2 separate regions of the Anser cygnoides genome follow, and region 1 is linked to region 2. A link is a contact called in public Hi-C data. All regions are on one chromosome and are shown on one strand. Each heading gives the region's core, a stretch centred on a gene start, on an enhancer-like site or on the middle of the called end of the contact. The rest is flanking DNA. Distances are from core to core; before and after follow the strand shown.

The links. A called contact is a pair of places that touch in the nucleus more often than the background predicts.
Region 1: a contact with region 2 is called in a Hi-C map of granulosa cells, with 2.5 times the contacts expected there. The contact joins two enhancer-like sites. A contact is called at or near these places in 2 of 7 Hi-C or Micro-C datasets (granulosa cells and liver).

Annotation. Positions count from the first base shown.
Region 1 is chr1:200,983,245-200,987,584 of Taihu_goose_T2T_genome, reverse strand. It overlaps MED17 (mediator complex subunit 17), which reads left to right. Exons shown (of 12, transcript XM_048076505.2): 6 at 861-1,013; 7 at 1,571-1,701; 8 at 2,706-2,890; 9 at 3,431-3,568. Among named protein-coding and RNA genes, the nearest start is that of MED17, 7.7 kb to the left of the region's middle. Within about 2 kb of position 1,839, at least 1 of the 3 cell types and tissues checked has open chromatin away from gene starts, as enhancers often do.
Region 2 is chr1:200,878,056-200,882,930 of Taihu_goose_T2T_genome, reverse strand. It overlaps HEPHL1 (hephaestin like 1), which reads left to right. Exons shown (of 20, transcript XM_048076520.2): 13 at 60-199; 14 at 1,016-1,156; 15 at 3,421-3,527; 16 at 3,998-4,220. Among named protein-coding and RNA genes, the nearest start is that of PANX1, 8.4 kb to the right of the region's middle. Within about 2 kb of position 1,635, at least 1 of the 3 cell types and tissues checked has open chromatin away from gene starts, as enhancers often do.

The sequences.
Region 1 (4,340 bases), core at 590-3,089, 100 kb before region 2:
GCATGTAACTGAAAGTACATCAAGATACCGTGGTTCAGCCCCTTACAGCCCATTTATCTCAACTGAACTGAAGGACTGTTCACTCTTAATTTTGCCCAAAATAAATCATTTGTTGCTGTGACTCACATATTTTCTCTGAATCTGAAAGGTGCTGGGCAGCGTGTCTTAACTACTGACAGCTCACTGGCAGCAGCTTGGTTAACCTGATACACGCCAGTATCTGTAGCTGTAAACCTTTGGGATTATAAACTCAGTTGTTTAGGATAAAGAAAGAACTTGTTTCTGGCAGGATTTTACTTCACAGTGGTCTGTGTGCTGCTTTGAACATAGACATGATGCTATGTTATGTGGATATTTCATACAGCATTCAGGCTACAGTATAGACCAGAATCTTCCAAGAATTTGGGGCCTATAAATAATTTGAAAGTACATATTTAAAATTATTTTGTTGGTTTTTGCAGAGTGAGTTAAATAAAGCCAGAAGCTTCTTTAGAAGTAAATGGCAACTTAGGAAACTGAGGTTCACGAGCAGAATTCACGGAAGATCTGGGAATATAATGGTAGTTCCAGAAGGGACTAGCGATTTACAATATACGTATATGTGTATACGTACATATATACGTTCAATATACATATAAAACAAAGTAAAATTCAGTAGTGTTATCTAAAAGTGCTTGCTTAACAGATAAAACTTTGGAAAATACTCAGTTTGGATAGAAGATAATGACTACCTTGCTGCTATAATGATTGCATTCAGGCCACGTCTCACAGCTACCGCTGAATATCTGATACCTGGAGGGGAAAAAAAAAAAAGGTAGCTTCTCTTTACTCTTCTGAAAACATTAATTCATGTTTTTAAGGTTCTCCACACTGGCAGACAAAACTGGAGACTGCACAGAACGTTCTCTTATGTAAAGAAATCTTTGCCCAGCTGTCACGAGAAGCTGTTCAAATTAAATCACAAATTCCTCACATTGTTGTGAAAAACCAGATCATCTCCCAGCCTTTCCCAGGTAGGATTATTTGCTTAAATACAGTCTGAAATTCTGTTTGATGTGACTTAAAAAAAAAAAAAAAAAAAAAAAAAAAAAACGGCAAAACAAAACAACAAAAAAAAAAGTGTGTTAATCTTGCTCCTCAAAGAATTTGAAAAAGTTTCCAAGAATTTTGCTTTCTAATTATAGTAAGACCGAACTAATACATTTCAGTTTGTAATTTACAAATATTTTATTGTATGGATTATGATTTGTTTCTGATTTGTTATTTTGTCAGTAGCATTTAACGTTGTCAACTATAACGATATGTGTACGTAGCAGTTTGGAGCTGTGCGTGTCATTGCTGCTGTGGATTTCTTGTAGGTGAAACTTAAGACCTTAGCTAATGGGTTTTCAGAAGAACTAAGATTAAAAAGGGGTATACAGCTAATTATATCTTACGGGGAATGTTTCTGTATTGCTTGAACCTTTTTTTAAGAAAAAGATGCTGAATGTTGGTTGGTGAAGAATAAGAAGTTCTTAGCAGCAGGCTTGAGAACTTTTAGTATCCTTAATTTTTTAATCTGCTTGCGCAGGTTTGCAGTTGTCTATTTCTCTGTGTCACTCTTCCAATGACAAAAAATCACAAAAGTCTGCTGCCGAAAAACAGAATCCAGAGGACCACCTCTATGTTCTGGAACATAATTTGCATCAACTTATCAGAGAGGTAATGTGTTTATGGTCAAGTATTGAAGAGTTTGGTTTTTTTTTGGCTTTTGTTCAGGCTCGCAGGTAGTACAACAGAAAGCCACTAGAGGCCAGTAAACTCCTATCCATTTGTGTGAGGCAGCCTGCCGCTCAGTTCTGCTATGCGTGGGTGATGGGGGAGTTGCAGTTATGCTTTCTTGGAACAGTAGTTCTGGAGTTAACCTTAGGCCTTGCTGCTTGCTTCAGAAAAGCTGTGCGAGGTCTTTGCAGTACAGCTCCCTTTTTCCTTTGAGTCTGAGTGTTTGTCAAGTACCGGAATTGAGCATTGGTTCTGACGGGACTCCCGTTAGGAAAGAAGAATCAATTACTATAGTAACTTTGCTTTGTTTGAGGTCCACTGCTTGCTTCAGTGTTTTAGATTCTCATGTAATCAAGTGGAAGGACCTGGGGTAGGAGGTTGAGATGTGCTCCCCTCCTGAACAAATCAGACAAATTGCAGGTATCTAAGTAGTTGTGAAACCATGTTCCTGAGAGTGTTCATATCCTTAGAGCATGGCTTCACAAGAGATGAAATTATGCGGAACTGTCCAGTGTTTTTAAACACTGAGCTAAGGGACTTGAAGCTTTGGCTTAGTGCCCAGCTCTGTTGTGAATTTTGTTTCATGATTTTAAAATTTTTTGTACCTCAGTTTTCATCTCTAAAATGCTTCCTTTAGTTTTAGACTGCAGACTTGTTAGTGGGAGCTACTGCTATACTACCAAATTTTTCTTAGCTGGTAACTTTTTTGTTTTAAATCAGTTTCTCCTTTCATCAAGGTTTGAAAGACGTGCCTAAACAGGGAGGCAAAGTGTGATTAGAAAGCTGTTTTTATGTAAACCGCTGTCAAGCTTATGAAGTCAGAAAAGGTACACTTTGTGAAAGTATGTACACTTCTAAGACTCAGTGTGAAACAGAATGTTGTAGTATACATACTGCTTCTTGCAGTTGCACTTTCTCTTACAACAGCTGTTGTTTGTTTGCAGTGTCACAAGCAAACCCTGAGCTCAACAGTGATGCCACATCCAGCTAGTGCACCTTTCGGCCATAAGAGAATGAGACTAGCAGGACCCCAGGCTTTTGATAAAAATGAAATCAGTGCTTTACAGTCAAACGAAGGACTTTTGGAGAAGATAATAAAGCAGGCAAAACACATTTTTCTGAGACGCAGGTAGGTCACAGGCTATTCTTGTTAAAGTTGTGATAAAGTATATCTATGTAAAACACAACTGATCTTTTTTCAGTGTTCTTAAAACTAGCTACTTCTTGATTCTTTATTTTGAAGTACTAAGAACAAATAACATATCAAGTATGAGTAAACAACACTTAACTAGTTAAAAAAAAAAACAGATCTCTGAGATCTGTGACAGCTGTAATGTAGACTGCTGATAGTTGTCTCTACTTTCCCTATACTGTATAAATCCTTTTTAGTATTCTTTGCTGTGCAGTAGCTGATACTGAGTAATACCACTTCCGTATTTCTGCAGAATATGTGTGAAATTGCGTAAACAAGTGTGCTTCATTTGTACCTGAATGGTGCTGAAATAGAACTTTCATCTGCATGGCTCTGTAAAACTGGCAAGCTTTTTGTGTGGCACAAAGAAAACCAAACTCATAATCTACACACTTCCTTTTTTTAAAAAAAAAAAAAAAAAAAAAAAAACATGAACTGGCAAGATTATTTTGGGTGGAATGTGTCTCTCTCTTCTAGAACTGCTCGAACCATTGACAGTCTGGCTAGCCGTATTGAGGATCCTCAGATTCAGGCCCACTGGTCAAACATAAATGATGTTTATGAATCCAGTGTTAAAGTTCTAATAACTTCTCAAGGATATGAACAGATATGCAAGTAAGTATGAAAATGTTTGAATCTTTCTAGTTGTAAATTGATGCTGCAATGGCAGGGAGTATTCAAGTTCTGCTTTACAGGTTTAAGACAGAAAACCGAATTTGTCTTAAGACAGAAAACTAGAAAACCGTTTTTGATATAGAAGTAATTTATTTTTCTGCATGGTGGGAAGGAGCAACCACCATAAGAAAGCTCTCACCCACTTTACAATGCATTTAATGAAGAAACTAGTAAATTGTTAACTTATTAAGCAGAGTTTCTTTCAAGGGAGGAATTGAAACAGGAAGTGGTCATTGAGGAGGATTTAGTTCAGATGGAGATAGCTGAGTATGAAGTATTTCTGTATGTGCTGGATTCTAAACTTCCAGTTTGGTCATGGAGAGCTGGTTGCTGCTCAGTCCTAGCTTGGTTACATAGGAACTGAAATGTGAAGCTCATTTATGCTGTTATTACGTTGACATTGAAATATGAGACATCATGTTCCAGAAATGAATGTCTACATGCTGACCAGCGGCAAATTAACTATATGGACAAGTGGACGGACTAGTTGCTTTAGCACCATTTTCCCATTTTGAGCAGTCCTTTCTGGCTGCTTCCACGCCGCGGAGCAGGTTGTGGTCACTGGTACAATTTGCAGTCTCGGTTCCAGAGACACCTGCTGCTCAAGACTTAGGTAGAACAGTAACCATCATTTTCCCATGCACCTCTGGAAGGAAGCTTGGGAGGGAGCTGTGAGGCACCTCAGGAGGTTCCTTGACCTGAACAAGCAGTG
Region 2 (4,875 bases), core at 386-2,885:
TACCAGCTTTTAGATACGTAAGTTTTAGCACTTTTAATTTTTGCCTTTTTATTTTGCAGTTACGGGCACATTTTTCTGAGCCAAGGGGAAGACCTAATAGGTACAAAATACAAGAAGGTGGTTTACAGGGAGTACACGAATGGCAATTTTACACAGCACAAAGTGCGGACAGAGGAGGAGGAACACCTGGAAATCCTGGGCAAGTAGCTCTCATGGCTCACAGACTGAGCATAATAAATGAGAGGGTTGATTTCCAAAATAAAAGAGATTTTACAGCTTTGTTAACAAAGAAAAGAGGTAACATTGATGCCTATTCTGGGCGATCAGTGATTTTACAACCAGTCTGTATAACTGCTGAGTGTAAAGATGCTTTCCAAATGAGATGATTTATTCCCAAGCATGTAATAAGGAGTTTCTGAAGGAGAACTAACAGGGAGGATGCAAAAATCTAAATTCCAGGATTCACCTTAACATCAAAGCATGTATTATGGGGGAAGCTTTTGTAGGTAGATTAATTCAATATTAAGGGACTAGATTAGTACCTGAAATTGGACAAGACAAAATTTTATATGTCATAAAATAAGCATCAGCTCCTGTTTTTCATGGGATGAGAAGTAGGCAAAAACTGAACATAAAATAGTCAATACTCCCTAGTACAATACTGAAAAAAAATATTTTAATGCTCTAGGAAAAAAAAAAAAAAAAAGCTATTACCACTTTAGGAAACACAATTTTGAAAGTTATGAACAAAATTTTTCCTGAAAAACAAGCTGTCCAGAGACCTATTTCCAGAGTGATATTATTCTGACTGGCAAAAAAAAGAAAAAAAATTATGTACATATACGTAATTTTTCATCAGCTGAGATAGCAGATTGGTTTTGATTGCTTTGTTGAAAGGAGAGAGAAGCCTAAAGGTTTTGAGAGCCCATGGCTCCTTTCCGAGGCCAAGCCATTGGAAGATTGTTGAAATTCAGAAGAGCAGCATTAATCACTGGCGTCTTCTGCTTTAATTTAGGGCCATTACTCCATGCCGAGGTTGGTGACTCTGTGCTGATCGTGTTTAAGAACAAAGCCAGCAGGCCTTATTCAGTGAGTGCACACGGTGTAGAAGAAGTGGGTTGTGAAGAACAACCTGAGACACCAATTACCCTCCCAGGTAAGGCTGCTCATATTTTTTTTTCTTTGAGCTACAAACGCCGTATATAAAAGCATTTTAACGCAGGAATGATCCCTCTTTCAAGCTTATTCATACCTATATGTTCTCCCAGGCATAACACGCTCAACATTTATTCAGATATGATTCTCTGTGTTGTTGTGCATGTAGGTTCTTGACCAAGTGAGCATGTTGGGGCAAAGAACGAGCCTTTGTTCCTATCAGGGGTAGAAGCAGGAATGTAGTATCACTGGACAACCTCCAAAAATGCAGAAGCAGGCCCATAATCATGGCCAGGTGAAGCCTAAACCAGCTTTTAGCTCCAGACTGATGCTCAAACAAAGTTTTAAAACTGGGAACTTGGGGAGAGTTGCAGTCAGCAACGTTAATTCTGCCTCTTCCTCACTGTACACCCCATCTGTCGATGGTTGAGGTGCAATGCTGGGTTCGCTGCTGTAATGTCTCCTGTGCCCACACGGGAGCAGGCTTGGCATGAGCTAGGGAAGGTGTCCACGAAGCCAGGGGAAAAGACTAAGCAAGATCTAAGGATGTACTCCTTAGGTGTTTGGAAGCAGCGGTCAACAAGGAGAACAAATCCCTCAAAACCAGAATAATGCCTGGGCACTTCACTCCCCCCAGCACCTAGAGGCCCTCGCTGGCTCCCCCAGGCCATGCTCACTGCTCACCCTGGGCCCAGCTCACCAGATCCCGTCCAGTCCTACTAAATCCCGAAGCTGTCATCGATCAGATTGATGTCCTGCTACCCTTGTGCTCCCCAAAGTGCTGCCAGCTCCTAACAAGACTGTGTAGGGTATGGTAAAGACATGCAGGGAGTAGATCCCTGGCTGCCTAAGCCACAAATAGTTCTCAGCTGCCACAGCTTTGTCCCCTCCCCTCTTTTTGTCCCCTCTACTCCTCTATTTAACCAGGAGAAAAAAAGGGAGAAAACATCCATTTTCATCTTTTTTATCAGTCCTTTCATGGGACACACTTCACTTGCGCTTCAAACATGGAACATTGATGCCATCTGAAGTACCTTGGGTTTGAAGTAGAGTGGAGATCTCTCTCCCTACAGCCTCCAAATATCCCAAAGGGAGGAGTAAGGAACAAGGAAGTTGCACAGGACCATGGCCTGGCTCTCTTCTCACATCAGCCCTTCAAAAAAAGGGAAGATGGCGCGTAGGTTAGATAAAGGTGGATGACAAATTCTTCCTTGGTGTATGTCTCCAGGGCAAGAATGCGTCTGAGATTGATAGGTTTCTTGGTGGTGTTTTCTGTCCTACTACTGTAGTCTTGTGCTGTAAAAGCCTTTTTGAACTCTGCAAAGTCAATAAACCCACGCTGTAATGTACAGAAGGTGCTTGTAAGATTAAGTGGTATTGCATCATTTACATGAGACTCATGCTATATAATATGATATTTGAGCGTCATCTTTTTTTTTTCTTTTTTCTTTCTTTGTTTTTTTTTTTTTTTCTTTTCTTTTCGTAGTTATTGCCACACCGTAACACCCACTATTGCATGAACTACCAAAATTGTGCAGTGGCTCAGTGACACAAAGATAGCTCAGACAATTCACAGCCATTTAAGCTTGAAAACTCTGCTTTGCTCCAATGTCCACAGCCATTGGCAGCTTTTGGGTTGTGGCTGTACCAAGACCATGGCCAACAGTTCCGGGATTTCCTTTTTTTCCCCTGACTTGTATCACATTACCAGGTGTTCTTGGGTTTTGTCACCCTGGAATAATTCTGGGGAAGAGACAGAGTCTTTCAGCATTTGTCCAGCACGTGGAAGGACAAGGTGTTGACCACTTTTTGGCCTCCTGCCTTTTTTTGCTGGAGCACCAGCAAATAAATAATTATTCAATTAAAAATGGGGAAACACAGCACAGACAATTCATCTGAGTGTAGGTGTGTTTATGTTCAATACAGAGAACTGATTCTCACCCAAGCAGATAATTTCCCCATCAAATTTGTGGTTTTTTTTTTTTTTAGAATTAGAGGTTAGGGAATCTCTGCTCCCCCTTGCCACAGGTTGCAGCACCATCTGCAGATCTCCTTTCACAGGTGATATCTGCCTTCGTTTACACCACTGGAACCTTGCCAACCTCCTGGAATGCAGAAACACATCCGCATGCCATTCCTGCATGCTTCCACAGATAGCTTTAATGCAGATCATTTTTTGATGAGGAGGGTAGTGGGTCTCAGTTACATACTGCTCAAAGCCTCTAATACCCAGCTGTTCTTGGTAAAACTCTTTTTTTTTTTCAGGGGAAATAAACACCTACAGGTGGAATGTTCCAGAGCGATCCGGCCCTGGTAAAACAGATCCAAACTGTATCACTTGGGTTTACTATTCAACAGTAAATTTTGTAAAGGTAACCAAGAAATGGTCAATTAAAGATTAGCTAGTTTCAGATAAAGTATGCTATCTTGTGTAATGTCTCTGAAAGCATCCTGGTTCTCATTTCTGCAAGGACCACAGGTTTGAGGAAGGCTTTACAGAGCTAGATGCTTTGTTGTCTTTGGTAACAGTTGCATATGCTTGGGTAATATGACCTACTAAAATCCTCAGGGATACACTATGGTAATGTGATTCCCTTCTCAAAGAGTAGTTGAAGGGATTTTTGGGTAAAGACAAAACATTGCTTTGTTACATTAACACAAGGACATTAAATTTTGGGAGTAACGTGTCCAAAGAAAAATATGTCTAATCAGATATAGTAATGATTTTTTTCTCCCCTAATAGGAAAATGGAATTTCATCTTTATTTAATGTGTAGATTTTTTTGTACTTTTTTCATAATCGGATGAACTAGAACATCTGTAATATATTTATTTCATTTCAGGACACATACAGCGGTCTCATTGGGCCTCTTGTAGTTTGCAGAAAAGGAATTTTGGATGAAAATGGTTTGAGGAAAGACATTAATCGTGAATTTACTCTCCTGTTTATGGTGTTTGATGAAAACAAATCCTGGTATTTGAAAGAAAATATTGAAACATACCTTCATAAGAATCCTGATGATTTTAATTCCACTAAGGACTTTGTAGAAGGCAACAGTAAGCATGGTATGTAGGACTCGGTGGCAGCAGCCAAGAGGACAGAGGTTTATTTTTCACAGCCCTTTCAGGAAGACATTGACTTGGCCTGCAGTTACCCACCCACATGATATCTTTATAAACTGCAGCAACTGGAAACAAAAAGATTTCGTGAGGTCCAGCCAAGATATTTTTCTGACAAGCTAATTCAACCTTATCCTGATGGGGAGAGGCTGCCCTGCCAGACTTCCCTTGACGTTTGGGAGCTGCATTCCTTGTTGGCTTGCTTTGTAGGAGCACAAGGATGACTTTTTAAAACGTGGCTGTAGTAACAACCAGCCCAGGAGCCAGACAGGACAGAACAAATGGAGACAGGAATGGCCCTGGCAAAGCAAACTGCTGCTTCTCCAGATTTCTACTCATTTGAGGCAACAACTCTTCCTTCTTTTCCCATGTAGCTTCTCAGCCAAAATCCTGTTTGTTCAGGAGTCTGATCCTAACAAGTGAAAACCTTACCCGGTGCTCCACAAGACAGCTAAGTGATTGCTGCTGTGCCCTTAGATGACAAGCTGTTTGGAGACTGAAACAAAAATGTGGCTCTCTCCCTGCAGTCACTACAGAGAGCCCTTGCCTTGCCACATGTGCCAGGCACCTGTTCTCCTTGTCTGAAGGTTATCATCACCCA